Regions from separate parts of the Mus musculus genome. Here region 1 is linked to region 2. Evidence: chromatin contacts called from public promoter capture Hi-C data. All regions are on one chromosome and are shown on one strand. Each heading gives the region's core, a stretch centred on a gene start, on an enhancer-like site or on the middle of the called end of the contact. The rest is flanking DNA. Distances are from core to core; before and after follow the strand shown.

What was found. Promoter capture Hi-C pulls out the DNA fragments that hold promoters and counts their contacts.
Region 1: a contact with region 2 is called in a promoter capture Hi-C map of hippocampal neurons, with 5 times the contacts expected there. The contact joins the promoter of Neurod1 here to the enhancer-like site in region 2. A contact is called at or near these places in 3 of 39 promoter capture datasets (the 3T3-L1 cell line, hippocampal neurons and pre-B cells) and 2 of 115 datasets of contacts at active chromatin or transcription factors (astrocytes and embryonic midbrain).

The regions. Positions count from the first base shown.
Region 1 is chr2:79,454,682-79,461,234 of GRCm38.p6, forward strand. It overlaps Neurod1 (neurogenic differentiation 1), which reads right to left and starts at 1,955. Exons shown (of 2, transcript NM_010894.3): 1 at 1,870-1,955; 2 at 1-367. The coding sequence starts at 356.
Region 2 is chr2:78,156,810-78,164,072 of GRCm38.p6, forward strand. The region is part of intron 2 of 4930440I19Rik (RIKEN cDNA 4930440I19 gene); the gene reads left to right. Among named protein-coding and RNA genes, the nearest start is that of Gm14461, 77 kb to the right of the region's middle. Within about 2 kb of position 3,497, at least 45 of the 459 cell types and tissues checked have an H3K27ac peak or open chromatin away from gene starts, as enhancers often do. A contact at or near this core is called in astrocytes and hippocampal neurons, where this site is marked.

The DNA.
Region 1 (6,553 bases), core at 705-3,204, 1.3 Mb after region 2:
GCGTTCAGCCCGTGCATGCGGTTCCGCTCGCGGGCGTTGGCCTTCATGCGCCTTAATTTAAAACGTTCTAGGCGCGCCTTGGTCATCTTTTTCTTTTTGGGACCCCGTCTCTTGGGCTTTTGATCCTCCTCCTCCTCTTCTTCTTCCTCCTCTTCCTCTAGATCCTCATCTTCCTCCTCCTCCTCTCCCCCGTTTCTCAGAGAGTCCTCCTCTGCATTCATGGCTTCAAGCTCGTCCTCTTTCTTGTCTGCCTCGTGTTCCTCGTCCTGAGAACTGAGACACTCATCTGTCCAGCTTGGGGGACCTTGGGGCTGAGGCTCGCCCATCAGCCCGCTCTCGCTGTATGATTTGGTCATGTTTCCACTTCCTGTATTGAACAGGGAGAGAGGCAAGCAGAAGAAGAAAGGGGGGGAAATCCACCCGCTATATTTAAAAGCTGGATAAGCCTTCAGCTCCCTCTCCCTAATCCTACAGAAATGCACACAAATAGAAATACACAGGAGTCCACTGCAAAATGGATGCCTCCAGGAAAAGTTAAACGCAGTGCTTCATGCTGGCGTGTCTGTACCTCGGTGCTGCGTAGTAGGTACCACTAGGCCTGTCATGAGTGGCTATGGGTGCCTTTCCTAGTGATCAGCTCAACTGTGTGCAGGGCAATTATCTGGCCAGGTGCCCTGTGTGGAAATGCGTACAGAGTGCATGGTTTTCTGACTGTGTCCCAAGTCACTCCCAACTCACAAAAACGATGAGTTTGGAAATGGAATACTCTGAACTCATCTCTGCTCTGGCTTCGCACTACTTAGAGGTTTAAATAAATTGAAAAGCCATTACGTAATTTCCTAGCACTGACCCCAATTTTTAAAGAAGATTATATGGAAGGGAGAGCCAATGCACAGAGGAGGAAAGGTAGTTTCCATCAAATTATTTTCCTATCGACAACACATTTGGCCACAGAAGTGGGCACAAGTCTTCCATCCCTCTCTTGCCTTTCTTTCTTTGCCTCACCACCCCCCCCCCACGCCCCCGCTAAATTCCCACCTTGTACAAAAGCTCTGGCTCCCAGGCGAGGCTCTCCCACGCGCTGGGGATCAGGTGCAAAAGGCTCCTCTCTAATAAACAGCCCATTGAAAGGGCCGCCCGCTCTTTATTGGGGCTTTTCAAAGTTCGCCTCAAACCTCCCTTTAAAAGATGGAGTAATTACAATGGTCAGCGACTGGCAATGGTGAAGGTGCTGCTTCTCATAAGAACTGTAAAAAGCCTTTAGTAAAACAACTGAATGTCTGGCCCCAGCATGGGGACTTGGCCGCCTCTGGGACAGTAACAGGTAGCAGGAAAATTTCCTTCCTTTTCTCCCCCTCTCCCTACATTTCAGCTAAGCTATTTCAGAGTCCAATCGGTTTTCCAGTACTACATTCTCCTGAAATAGATAGTTTCATATGCACGATGAGCCTAAATATCTGTACACCAAATAAAACTATGGGCAGCAGGTGTTTTTGTTTGTTTGTTTTGTTTTGTTTTGTTTTTCTCTTTCTCTCCTTTTCTCCCCTGAATAAGTGAGAACTGGAAGTGGTTGTTTGCTTTGGGGACTTTCAAATAACCGCTTACAAATAATTACAGTTACTCCCCTCCCCAAACATTCTAAAAGCTTCTATACTATTAAAAATTAAATGTAATTAGAAAGCCTGCAGGGGGTACTTGAGTGCTGGGACTCATTACGTGCGAGTACTTGTGGGCAATTACGAGGAGGGACACTGATCTCAAATATAGGGACAACCGACTCCACAAATGTGCGCATGCAAAGTACCAAGGTACAGCTCTTCAATTATTGCTTTTATTCTCGGGAGAGTAAAAAATAGGAATCATAATTACCTGTTGTTAAAAGGTTCTGAATAGTGACGATCTCATAACCCTGGAGCCTCGGGACACCTTGCCTTCTGCGTGGGCGAATTCCTCGTGTCCCGGTGGCGCGGGCGCTAGGGTTATATAGCCGAGTTGCTGATGCTGAGCGCGGGCGGGGCCGTGAGCTGAGCAACGAGCAGGTCCCTGCGCCCCGCAATCGCGCACGCGTCCAGACTGAACGACTCCCGCCCTCATTCACCCCTCCCCAGAACTTTCCTCCCGCCCCCTTCCACCACCACTCCCCTCACCCCCACAGTACCTCCGCCCCTGCTCCTTCCTCCCCGGCATGCGCCATATGGTCTTCCCGGTCCAGCCAAGAGCCGGGAACCACGTGACCTGCCTATTTGTATGCCGCGGAGCGCTCCATTCCGGCCCCTTTGTGGCCAGAAGAAAGTGGCCCATCTGTCGCCAGTTAGAGACTCCGCGGACCTGTTTTTACCCGCAGGAGAGATTAACCCTTTGTGGCAGCAGAAGACAGAGGACATGTGGGGGGGGGGGGGGTTGCGGGAGGCGAGCTGGAAAGGTAAAGAAAGATCACTGAGTCTATGTCCTAGCCTGAAGACTGCTTTAGCGCAGAGAGGTAGACAGAGGTGAACCACTCACAATCCCAGATACTGAGGTGCACTGAAGGGTCCTTCCCTTGACAATGGTCTCCGGTGGTGCAGTTTGACTTTGTTCTCTCTGGAGAGGCCCATCTCTTAGCTTCTACCTCTTAGCAGAGGCTTTGCTTATTGCCACCAAAGGGTGGCTGGCTTCTAATCTCCATCACCTCTCTAGGCAAACATTTATTTCATATAAAAACGACCTCATCTGGAAACACAGCCTTGACTCAACCTTCCTGACTAGAGCATCTTCTAGAATCCTTTGCAAGTCAGCTTCCATACCCTACACTTGAACACTCCAAATGTAAACCTAACGGTCACCTGCTCCTACCCCAGAGACTTCACTAAGAGTCTTCAACTCTAAACCCTAGAATTTTGTGTCTAAAGCTAGTTTTTGCCAGCAGACCTTGGCTCCGTTGGTTTTCAGATGCTCCTGGAGTAATGAATGACCTCAGCTAGCTCATCTAGGGAATGCTAAGATTAAACAACCCCGCACCAGAGGTGGGAATTTCATCTCTGACACAGACCATAATTCAATCACAGCCTTCCTTGAGCCCCTAGTGCTCAATCTCTGGGGCCTTGGTCAGAAGAAGCTCAAAGAGAAGCTGCAATAAAACTCTATTCAATGTGCTGTTTCCCTTTCTGGGGACTCTGTGTTTTGAGTCAAGCAAAGTCTATTGTGGAATAGCCTTATCTATTCTTAAATAAGGAGTCTTTATTTTCTCCATCTGAAGGAGGAATCTTTCAGATGGATGATCCTCCGTCCTTCTAGCCCAAGAAAAGTGACAGAGGAGGAGGAGGAATGGTTGGCCTCCTTTCTCTTTCCAGTTCCTCTTCTAACTCTTCATTAAGTTCTTACCCTCTTCAACCCCTTTGCAATGAATGCATCCTACTTGAATTGCTTATGTAAAGGCAATTGCCCTTGAGTTTGCAAACAGTGTCAGGGTTGAGTGGCTGGAATGGGGTACATCTGGGAAAGGGGAGGGGGAGAGGGTTCTAAGGAGATCCTGGGCATTTGCAAGATATTGAAAGTAACCTTCCAGACCCGGAACGAATCTAAAAAGAAAAGCAAGGCATTGTGGGAGTTCTTTGGTGGCCTAAAACATGGCACCAATCATTCTGGGATTCTAGAGATAAACTGCCTGGAGTTTTTCTTTTTCTTTGTTCTGTCAACTGGCTGAGAGCAGAGCAAGCAAGGAGCATTGTCTTTTTTTTTGGGGGGGGGGGTTGTTTTTTTGTTTTGTTTTTGTTTTTTTTCATTTACTCTGGGTGTTGCGTTTAAATACCTGGATCCGCAGAAAAATCTTGAAGGTTAAGCACAGTAGAGGCAGATTTTATTGGGACAGCCCTTCTATGAAGAGTTGGCATATCCTCATTCAGTGAAATGTAACTCGGATTCTGGCTCTCACCTCTCCATTTTAGGGGATGCTACAGGAGAGTTATTGGGGAGCGGTGGAAGTTATGGCTCAGGGGATCTGACTAACGGACCAGGGAGTTTTGAAAAGAAAAGCTACACCTGGATATTCCCGGAACTTGAAGTAAGATCTCTCTTTCCTGAATGTTCATGCTTTGCTGCATTCTAATGTGGCCTTGATTCCAAGTCGGAGTTACAAACACCAAGGCTCCCAGCAAGTGTCCTCCGAGCTCCGGGGAAGCAGTGGGTGCCTAATAAGGATGGGGGGTTAAGTATTTTTGCTTTGTGAAAGTATGTGTGTGTTGCGGGAAGGCGCAAGACTGCGGGACGGGGGGCGGGGGGCGGCCGCACCTGAACTGCACCCAGCTGGAATGCAGAGCGCTCGGTGGAGTCCGGCGCTGGGGCCCATGACCCTGGCCGGCTGCCTTGTTCTTATGCGCTGGTGGGTCTGCTGGGACAGTGGCTATTTCCCAGTTATCTCCGCTTGCCTGACCGGTGACCGCACTCCCCCAACTTTGGCCCCACCAGCCTCCCTAGGCAGCCGGGCGGCACGCGAGCTGCACGCGCAGGCAACAAAAGCCGCTTTTCATGACTCAGTGCCCTCGAGCAATGCCCTAAATCTGCCACCCCGCCGGGCCCTAGTCCCCAGCGCCGCACTGGACCCGACGCGGGTCCGTTACAGCCTCAGCCCTGGAGCCAGGGAAGCAGAGGCCTAAGGGAAGAATAGGGGAGGAGAGAGGACAGAGCAGTATGGCCTGGCTGTGGGGCAGGGGCGCATTCACAGAGCTAAGATAAAGAGCTGGGTCATGGCCTGCAGCGTCCCGGGTGGTGACCTGTTTTTCTCAGAAACAGATGCTTACTTTCCGTGAAAGGACCCAGTGTGTCTGTAGCTGCCTCACCGACTCGGATCGGCTCCCAAGCCTCTTCCTACAGACCCTGGAGTTAGGTAGCCCGACCTGGGCATGTTCACACCCTCCCCCAGGAGCCCACTGTTACCCAGCATAGTTCTTGGATACCTTGGGGTGCAGTGGATCGCTAGAGCCAGCAGCTGAGAACTAATGCCCCCTCTTAGGCGAGGGTAACTGCAAGGCCCTTAGAAGGCAAGGTTCTGACAAGACTACTGGGGTGGCTATGGCTTTCCTTCTCTGCCTCTCGGGAGGCGGTTGAACTCTCGGGTCCTGGCTAGAAGCTGGAATTGCCCGACTAGACAGGCAGGCGACAGGAGAGAGCCAGGAGCAAAAGAGACGCTATTAAAATGCCTCGCTATCGCCCGGAGCGCAAAACCCGTTCTCCCCAAATCTCCTGGGCTTGCGGCATAATCTTAATTAAGATAATTGATTCATATTGCACCTGCGAGAACGAAAAAAATTGATTCCAACCCCCAACTCCACAAATTGCTCAAAGCTATTGGATGGAGGATGGCGAGGCTGTGATTTGGGGAGTGATTTAGTGCAGGGCTTCCCCAGCTTGGCCTGCCCGGGCCCTTTTATTTATTATTTACGTTCTCTAGATCCCGCTGGGGCCTTAGTGGCTCCCCTCCTGGCGCCCACAGACCTCGAGAGAATACACCTCCGCCTCCCTGTCAGAATTAAGGGGCTTCCTTTAAATCCGTTCAGCATTCAGAATCAACAACATGAAAATAAACGCTGCCAGAGCACCCTGGCAGACGCTGCTCTCAGGCACGTTTGTTGTTAGAAAGCCTGCGTGTGCAAATGTGTTAAAGTGCGACTGTGGTTGAGTGTTCAAGCGTGTGAATCTGGGTGTGAACGTATGATCACGTGTGGGGCTGTATGATCGTGGATCTATGATTATGTGCATGGTTGTTGATGTGTATTCAACATCTGAGAGCATAAATGTGTATATTGGTACTTTGTATGTTGGGGGTAGTGGCTATATGCCCAAGGATTTCACTTCTTGTGAAGTGAGGAACAGCTTGTGGTTTAAAGGGGTTGCAAGCATCCCATGTTTGCCAGACATTGCCATGGCAGGAGAGAGAGAGAGAGAGAGAGAGAGAGAGAGAGAGAGAGAGAGAGAAACAAAAATCCATTGTAGCTAGATGTACTAGCTTCAGGAATGAAGGGCCAGCTAGGCACACAGGATACACTTAACAATAGATGACACCTTAAGATGGGGAAAGAGCCAAACAAGGTTCTAAAGGCAGAATAGAACAATACTAGCCAGCCAAGTTTAGAGCTCAGGCAACAGTAAGGAAATAACTTCCTGACAGAATCAGCACCGTGGACAACGCCTACCCAGTGGCTCCTGAAACTGCTTTCAGAATTAGAACTCCTGTGGATCTATCTAGTCTTCCAGTGTTTGTTTTTGTTTTGTTTTTATTTTTTTCCTAATGTCTTTTTTTTTCAAATCACTAGTCATCTTTAATCTGAGAGCCTCGCACTGCTGCTTCTAGCTAGCGACCTTAACAGAGTAAGTTTCCTGGATATGGACCTGGGAAAGATTAAACAAATTTCAACCAATATGTCTGAAACAAAGACTGAGTAATTTCCAAATAGAAAAAAAAAAAGCCATTATTCTAGCATTTTCACCTATTTGCCACTGGGCTTCTATGGTGAATATAAAATACCTCTAAAAATGTTTTTTGATTCTCTTTTACCAAGGATTTAAATACTTCCCTATC
Region 2 (7,263 bases), core at 2,247-4,746:
ACTAGTCTATTTAGTTTGGGGGCTGTTTTGGACCAACAACAACTTAGAAGGAGGTTTCCTGGGCCTGGCTGTCTTAGTTAGGGTTTTACTGCTGTGAACAGACTCTATGACCGAAGCAAGTCTTATAAAGGACAACATTTAATAGGGACTGGCTTACAGATTCAGAGGTTCAGTCCACTAGCATCAAGGCAGGAACATGGAAGCATCCAGATAGGCATGGTACAGGAGGAGCTGAGAGTTGTACATCTCCATCTGAAGGCTCCTAGTGGAAGACTGACTTCCAGGCAGCTAGGGTGAGGGTATTAAGCCCACACCCACAGTGACACACCTACTCCAACAAGGCCACACCTAATAGTGTCACTCCCTAGGCCAAGCATATACAAACCATCACAGTGTTATTGGAATTTTTGTTAAATAATCTATGGTTTGTAAGGAAAGCATTGTTATCTCAGTTAATGTCACTTTAACTAAACTTCATGTAACATACTAACTTATACATACACATATATGTATATATACAGATATAATATTTAAGTATCTGTAAAACAATATAATTCTCAATGGTTTGCCCTTCCTTCCTTCCTTCCTTCCTTCCTTCCTTCCTTCCTTCCTTCCTTCCTTCCTCCTTCTCCCCCTCTTTCTTTCTTTCTTTCTTTCTTTCTTTCTTTCTTTCTTTCTTTCTTTCTTTCTTTCTTTCTTCCTCTCTCTCTCTCTCTCTCTCTTTCTTTCTTTCTTTCTTTCTTTCTTTCTTTCTTTCTTTCTTTCTTTCTTTCTTTCTTTCTTTCTTTCTTTCTTTCTCTCTTGCAGTCCAGTCATTATTCCCCCCTCCCAGTCTGCCCTCTGACCATTCCTCATCCGATTCTTCCTCCCCTGCCCCTCCAAGAGGATATCTCCAGCCCCTACCCCTACCCTAATTGACCTCCCATTCCCTGTGTCCTCAAGGGTTTGGTGCCTCTTCTCTCACTGAGGCCAGGCCAGGCAGTCCTCTGCTGTCTGTGTGTCAGGGTGGGAGGGGGGGGCTCAGATCTGCACATGTATGCTGGCTGGTTGGTGGCTCGGTGTCTGAGAGATTTTGGGGGTTCAGGGTAGTTGAGACTGCAGGTCTTCTTATGTGGCTGCCCTCCTCAGCTTCTTCCAGCTTTTTCTGTAATTCAACCACAGGGGTCCCTGGCTTTTGTCTATTGGTTGGTATATCAGCATCTGACTCTTTCAGCTGCTTGTTGGGCCTCTCAGAGGGGAGCCATGCTAGGCTGTCCTGTCTGTAAGCACACCATAGCATCAGTAATAGTGTCAGGCCTTGGAGCCTCCCCTTGAGCTGGATTCTAATTTAGGCCGGTCATTGGTCCTCCTTTCCCCCAGTCTCCTCTCCATCCTTGTCCCTGCAGTTTCCATAGACAGGAACAATTCTGGGTCAGAGTTTTTGACTGTGGGACAGCAACCCTCATCTCTCCACTTGATGCCCTTTCTTTCTTCTGGAGGTGGACTCCATAAGTTCTCTCTCCTCACTATAGGGCATCTAAGGTCCCTCCATTGGCTTTTTAAAGCATCCTTAGTATAACTTATGCTTTATCCTTCCCTCTCCCTCTGTGTTGTCACTCTTCTTCCCTCCCAGATATGTCTTCCTGTCTTGCTTTTTTTTTTTTCATTTCCTCCTTCCTAGCAACTGGAAACTATGTATTTGCACAACTTGAGAAAATTTCTTTCTTGAGTAGTGAGCAAATTTGGCCTCCTATGACTGTACTATTTCTTATATATCTTTATAAGCTCTGATTACTGTGATAAATAGTAAAAAAATTTAAAGAGAACAAAAGTTTCAGTTGCTATTTTAAATGAAGTTTTCTTTTTACTTTCAAGGATTAAGAATCATCTGTATGTCTGTCTCCCGAGAGGCTTTGCCAGTGTCTGACGAATACAGAGGCAGATGCTCAAAGCCAACCATTAGACTGAGCATGGGGGGTGTCCACGATGGAGGAGTTGGAGAGGAAACTGAGGACCTGAGGGAGTTTGCAGTCCCATGAAGGAAGCAACAGTGTCAACAGGCCAGACCCTCCAGAGCTCCCAGAGACTGGACCACCAACCAAAGAATACACATGGAGTGACCCATGGTGCTGGCGACATATGTGGCAGAGGATGGCCTTGTTGGACATCAGTGGGAGGAGAGGCCCTTGGGCCTGAGGGTGTTTGATGCCCCAGTGTAGGGAAATGTCAGGGCAGGAAGATGGGAGTAGGTGGGTAGGTGGGGAATCACCCTCAAAGAGACAGGGGGAGGGGGAGGATGGGATAAGAGGTTTCCTAAGGGGAGACCGGGAAAGGGGAAAACATTTGAAATAAAAAAAGAGAATCATCTGTATTATATTGTTTAAAAAAGACATCCCAACAATACCTAATGTTTAGCATGTAATGACAAAGCTTTGAAATGTAAAGGTAAAATTGACTCCTATGATGGTGGTTTGTTATTTTATTTATTTTTATTAGGTATTTTCTTCATTTACATTTCCAATGCTATCCCAAAAGTCCCCCATACCCACCCCCCCAATCCCCTACCCACCCACTCCCCCTTTTTGGCCCTGGCGTTCCCCTGTACTGGGGCATATAAAGTTTGCGTGTCCAATGGGCCTCTCTTTCCAGTGATGGCCAACTAGGCCATCTTTTGATACATATGCAGCTAGAGTCAAGAGCTCCGGGGTTGCAGACCCCTTTAGTTCCTTGGGTACTTTCTCTAGCTTCTCCATTGGGGGCCCTGTGATCCATCCATTAGCTGACTGTGAGCATCCACTTCTGTGTTTGCTAGGCCCCGGCATAGCCTCACAAGAGACAGCTATATGATGGTGTTTTAAATGTTTTCTAAATTTCTTGAAAGCAAGTTCAAGTCATAGTTAGAGAAATTTAACTGGGCTATTCACATACTGTGAGTCTTTTCATGGCATATTTTGCAATTTGCTGTGATTGTAGACGTTCTGGTGAGCAAAAATTTGAGTTCAGAAATCGGGATGAAGTGTGGTGATGAGGGTGGGTGGGGATGGAAACCTAGGGAATAACGGAGGTGTCAGTTCTTGCTGCTGGAAGTGTGCTAATAGAGTGGCATCAGCTTCTCCGCGGCCCTGGATCCTGGGCACTGGAGAGTTCCGCTCAGAAACCAGTGGGAAAGTCATTTTAACCTCCCTAATTATCACTGTTTTTGTATCTATCCCACTTGGAGGGTGCTCCATGGAAGCCAGATGGCTGCAAATGTTATCCTGCTTCACAAGCATGGAGGTTTCTGTATTGCTGCCAAAGCCATTGTCAAAATGTCCTATATCAAAACAAAACAAAAAATAAAATCCTCTGTTTTCCAAACTTCTGAAAATTCCACAATAGCTATAAAATACCAACCCCTCTGTTAGGTTTTGGCAGCTAAAGGGAAAAAATTATCCATTCCCTAAGCATCTTGTTGTCTGAACCAACTGAGCAGTGGGGCAGCCAAAAAAGGAATTGCATCATTGAGAAGCTCATGAATTTTCAAACAAGCAGCCTTTGGAATGCAGAACTGCTCATAAGGGGCCAAGTGGAATGGGCTTAGTGCAGACATAAGCCACTCTGGAATAAGGGGGGAGGGGATTTGCAAAGCACAAGCCATTTTCACCCTTAGGCAAAGGAAAGAGGTGCTTGTGTGTGACTGTGGATGCAGCCAAGGTGTCTTCTAGATACTAGAAGCACAGGGATCAAAGGCAGTTCTCTCTGAATAAGAAAACAAAATAATAAAGTAGGGCTGGATCATTTCAAACTCTAAGTGGTAGTAACATCCAGAAATGGAAGTATTAAGAATAAATTTATCATCTCTTGAAACAGAGGGCTGACTACCTCTTATTAACTTATTTTAAACCTTAAGTGCATATAGCGGAAAGGAAATGTTTTACAAATGAATGCTGCAAATATATAATCTGCAAGGTGACACATTTAAAAAATACATGATGTAGTGAGACCAGTCTCCTAGGTACTCATTCAGAACCTAAAATATGCTCTGATTATTGGTTAAAGAATTGATCTTTTTTTTTTTTTTTTTTTTTTTGTAAAAGAATTAGGTTAAAATGAAGAAAGAATTTTTTTTCCTTTGAGAGTGAGAATTGGAAGATATTTTAGCTGAAAGTCCTAAAAAGGCAAATTAGCTTCTAAAATGTTATTACCTGATACTACAAGCCCATGGTCTGCTGAGGGCCCATTACTGTTCTTAGCCTTGCTTCAGTGGCAGGCAGGCCAGTCCTACTCCCCCACGCCCCTTCTGCCTTATTCCCCAGCTCCTTAGTTTCTCAGTTGTGACATTGATGTTAGGAACATTAGGAGTTTACAGGTAGAGTCTTCAGACCAGGTGATGACATGATATTTAGATATTTATTTGGTATAAATTAAGAATCAACCCTTGTAATTTTAATAATAGAGGCTGGAGGCAGAATCAGGTTTGAAAAATAAAGCTAGATTGTAATATGTAGCTGGCATACGTTGGTCAACTGGTAGAACATTCTAGACCAAGTACTATTTCTTTGAGGGTTCATTATAGGGCCATTGCCAGAAGCCTGCTGGCCCAAATCCATGGTAGTCCTTGAAGAGGCTGACAGTGGAAGCTGTCTCATGGCTGCACTTGCCACAGCTGGATAGCAAGTATATCTGAGGGAATCCAGGTGGTGCATCTCTGAAATTACTTGTTAGGCGAAGAATAAGAAATTCGGCTAAGTCTCATGGAGCAAACTGCAGGTGTGGGTCTAGCTGCTAGGTCTTCAGAGATAAAGATTTGAAAATGAGTGTTAGGAGACCAACAAGCATGACCCAGAACCTAAACAGAGGCATATTCTCAACCACACCTCCAGATCCAGGAGAGAGTCTGACTGACTGACATAAATTGGATGGAATGTTGACACCAAGTCAAAGAACTAGGACAATATTTTATATTGTCATAACTGAGAGTCAACAGTTGTGGTCTCAGGACAAAGTTGAGTCTCACTAAAGTGAAAGGCAATTAAGAAAGACTCCCCAAATGTTTCATCTACGCTCTAACTCAAACACACTTGGAGAATTTACAGTTTGCCTTTATTCTGTTAATATTGAGCATCCTCTATGGAATGTTAAAGTCCCCAAGAATCCAGATTTAGGAAATATACCGTAGTTGATTTTTTTTGTGTGTGACTGAATTGCAATTATTTTGTGAAAAATGTATTTTAAGCCTGGCATGGTGGTACTCACCTTTAATCCCCAGAACACAGGAGGCAGAGGCAGAGAGGCAGAGAGAGAGGCAGAGAGGCAGAGAGGCAGAGAGGCAGAGAGGCAGAGAGGCAGAGAGGCAGAGAGGCAGAGAGAGAGGCAGAGAGGCAGAGAGGCAGAGAGGCAGAGAGGCAGAGAGGCAGAGAGGCAGAGAGGCAGAGAGGCAGAGAGGCAGAGAGGCAGAGAGGCAGAGAGAGAGGCAGAGAGGCAGAGAGAGAGGCAGAGAGGCAGAGAGAGAGGCAGAGAGGCAGAGAGGCAGAGAGGCAGAGAGGCAGAGAGGCAGAGAGGCAGAGAGGCAGAGAGGCAGAGAGGCAGAGAGGCAGAGAGGCAGAGAGGCAGAGAGAGAGGCAGAGAGGCAGAGGCAGAGGCAGAGGCAGAGGCAGAGGCAGAGGCAGAGGCAGCAAGCAAATCTCTGTTGAGTTTGAGGCCAATGGGGCCTGCATAACAAGTTCCAGACTAGCCAGGATTACATTTGAGTCCCTGTCTAAAAACCAAAAATGGGTCTTACCACTTCCTAGGGCAACATCTGTAAGAGCTTGCTGTTATTGGAGACTGTTATTTTTGGAATAAAGGGACAGGTAAGAGAGTGGCAGACAAGGTCAGAGTGATAAGAGTGAACGGGTTAAGAGTTAGTAAATGTCGGCTCTACTCTTCATTGAAGAACAGGCAGAATCTAGCAATGCTGAGGAGGGGTGTCTCTTTATGATAGGTTTAAAACCCTCTCCCTATTTCTTGCTTGTTCTTGGAAAATACACTGCAGGGCTTAAAAGGGGTAGATGAAGATGATAAGTTAAGGGACTGGTCTAGTTGAAAAAGCTTGTCTTAGACTGAAGAAAAGTATTAAGGAAATCATTTGATGCTGTTGCTATGGCTTTCATTGGACTCACATCTAACACAATGAAATTTAGCCAGGAACTACACTTTGATAGAAATTGTCTATTGGCTGGTAACCTTTGTTCTTTCAGGTCTAAAGGTGACATGTGGCACTAGAGAGCATGCCTCTTTTTTTGTGCTGCTCTGCAACCTTTCGGCATCTGAGAAGATTGTTCTAGTGTTGCGGTTTACATGTGGTCACTGCAGGACTCCGGCCAGCCATTCCCAGGGCAGTGTGTGTCCTTAGAACTGAGCTCAGAAGCTGAAATACTCAGTAGGACAGAAGCCTTTTGGACTCTCTCTCTCTTCTCTGTCACTGAAAAATTTCTACAGAACAACACATTCAATAGGACCAAATGAGTCCACATCAATGAAGAGGTACAAAAGAAGTAATTGTTTGGGTGAAGGAAGTGCAAGGTGTGAAATCTGATGGAATCAAAGAGAAATCAAAGGAGATGAGATGAAGTTTCCTGGGAGGGAGCACAGGACACAACAGCTCTAGTGTGAACGGGAAAATGCCGACCTTTAAGATTTCAGAGCCCAGGGATGAGCCAGAGGGCACCCAGAGGACAGCAGAACATCTTGCTGCTCTGGGCATGTGGACAGCTGTGAAGGCAGATTCAATTCTCGGACTTCTTCTTGTGGAACTTCAAATTCCCAAAAGCAGGTTTCAAAGTTTAAAAACAATGGTTGGTTTGTAGTTTTCACACATTTATGAGGCATAAGGTGCTACATCAACTCAAATATACACACCCACACCCACTCATATATACCTACACACGTGCGCGTTTGTGCACTCACACACACACACACTATGGGTTGTGTCCAAACTCAGGATAATTAGTGAATCTCTCACCTTAATCTTCTATCATGTCTGAATGGTGGGTGCATTCAAAGGTTCCTGCCTTGAGAGGCTCCAATAAAAGCTTGGCCAGGCCTCAGCCATGCCGCCTGCCCATTGTCTTTACTACCTGTCTAAGAGAGGATGATGCTTGGTTGTCAGAGATCTTAAAGATGGACCTCTAAATATTTCCATTTTTTATGGGCAAAAGAAGTGTTTATATATGCTTGTATATGTAAATGTGTACGTGTGAGTGTGTGTGTGTGTGTGTGTGTGCATGTTCGTGTGTATGTGTGTGTGTTCTTTCTTCCCCAGCA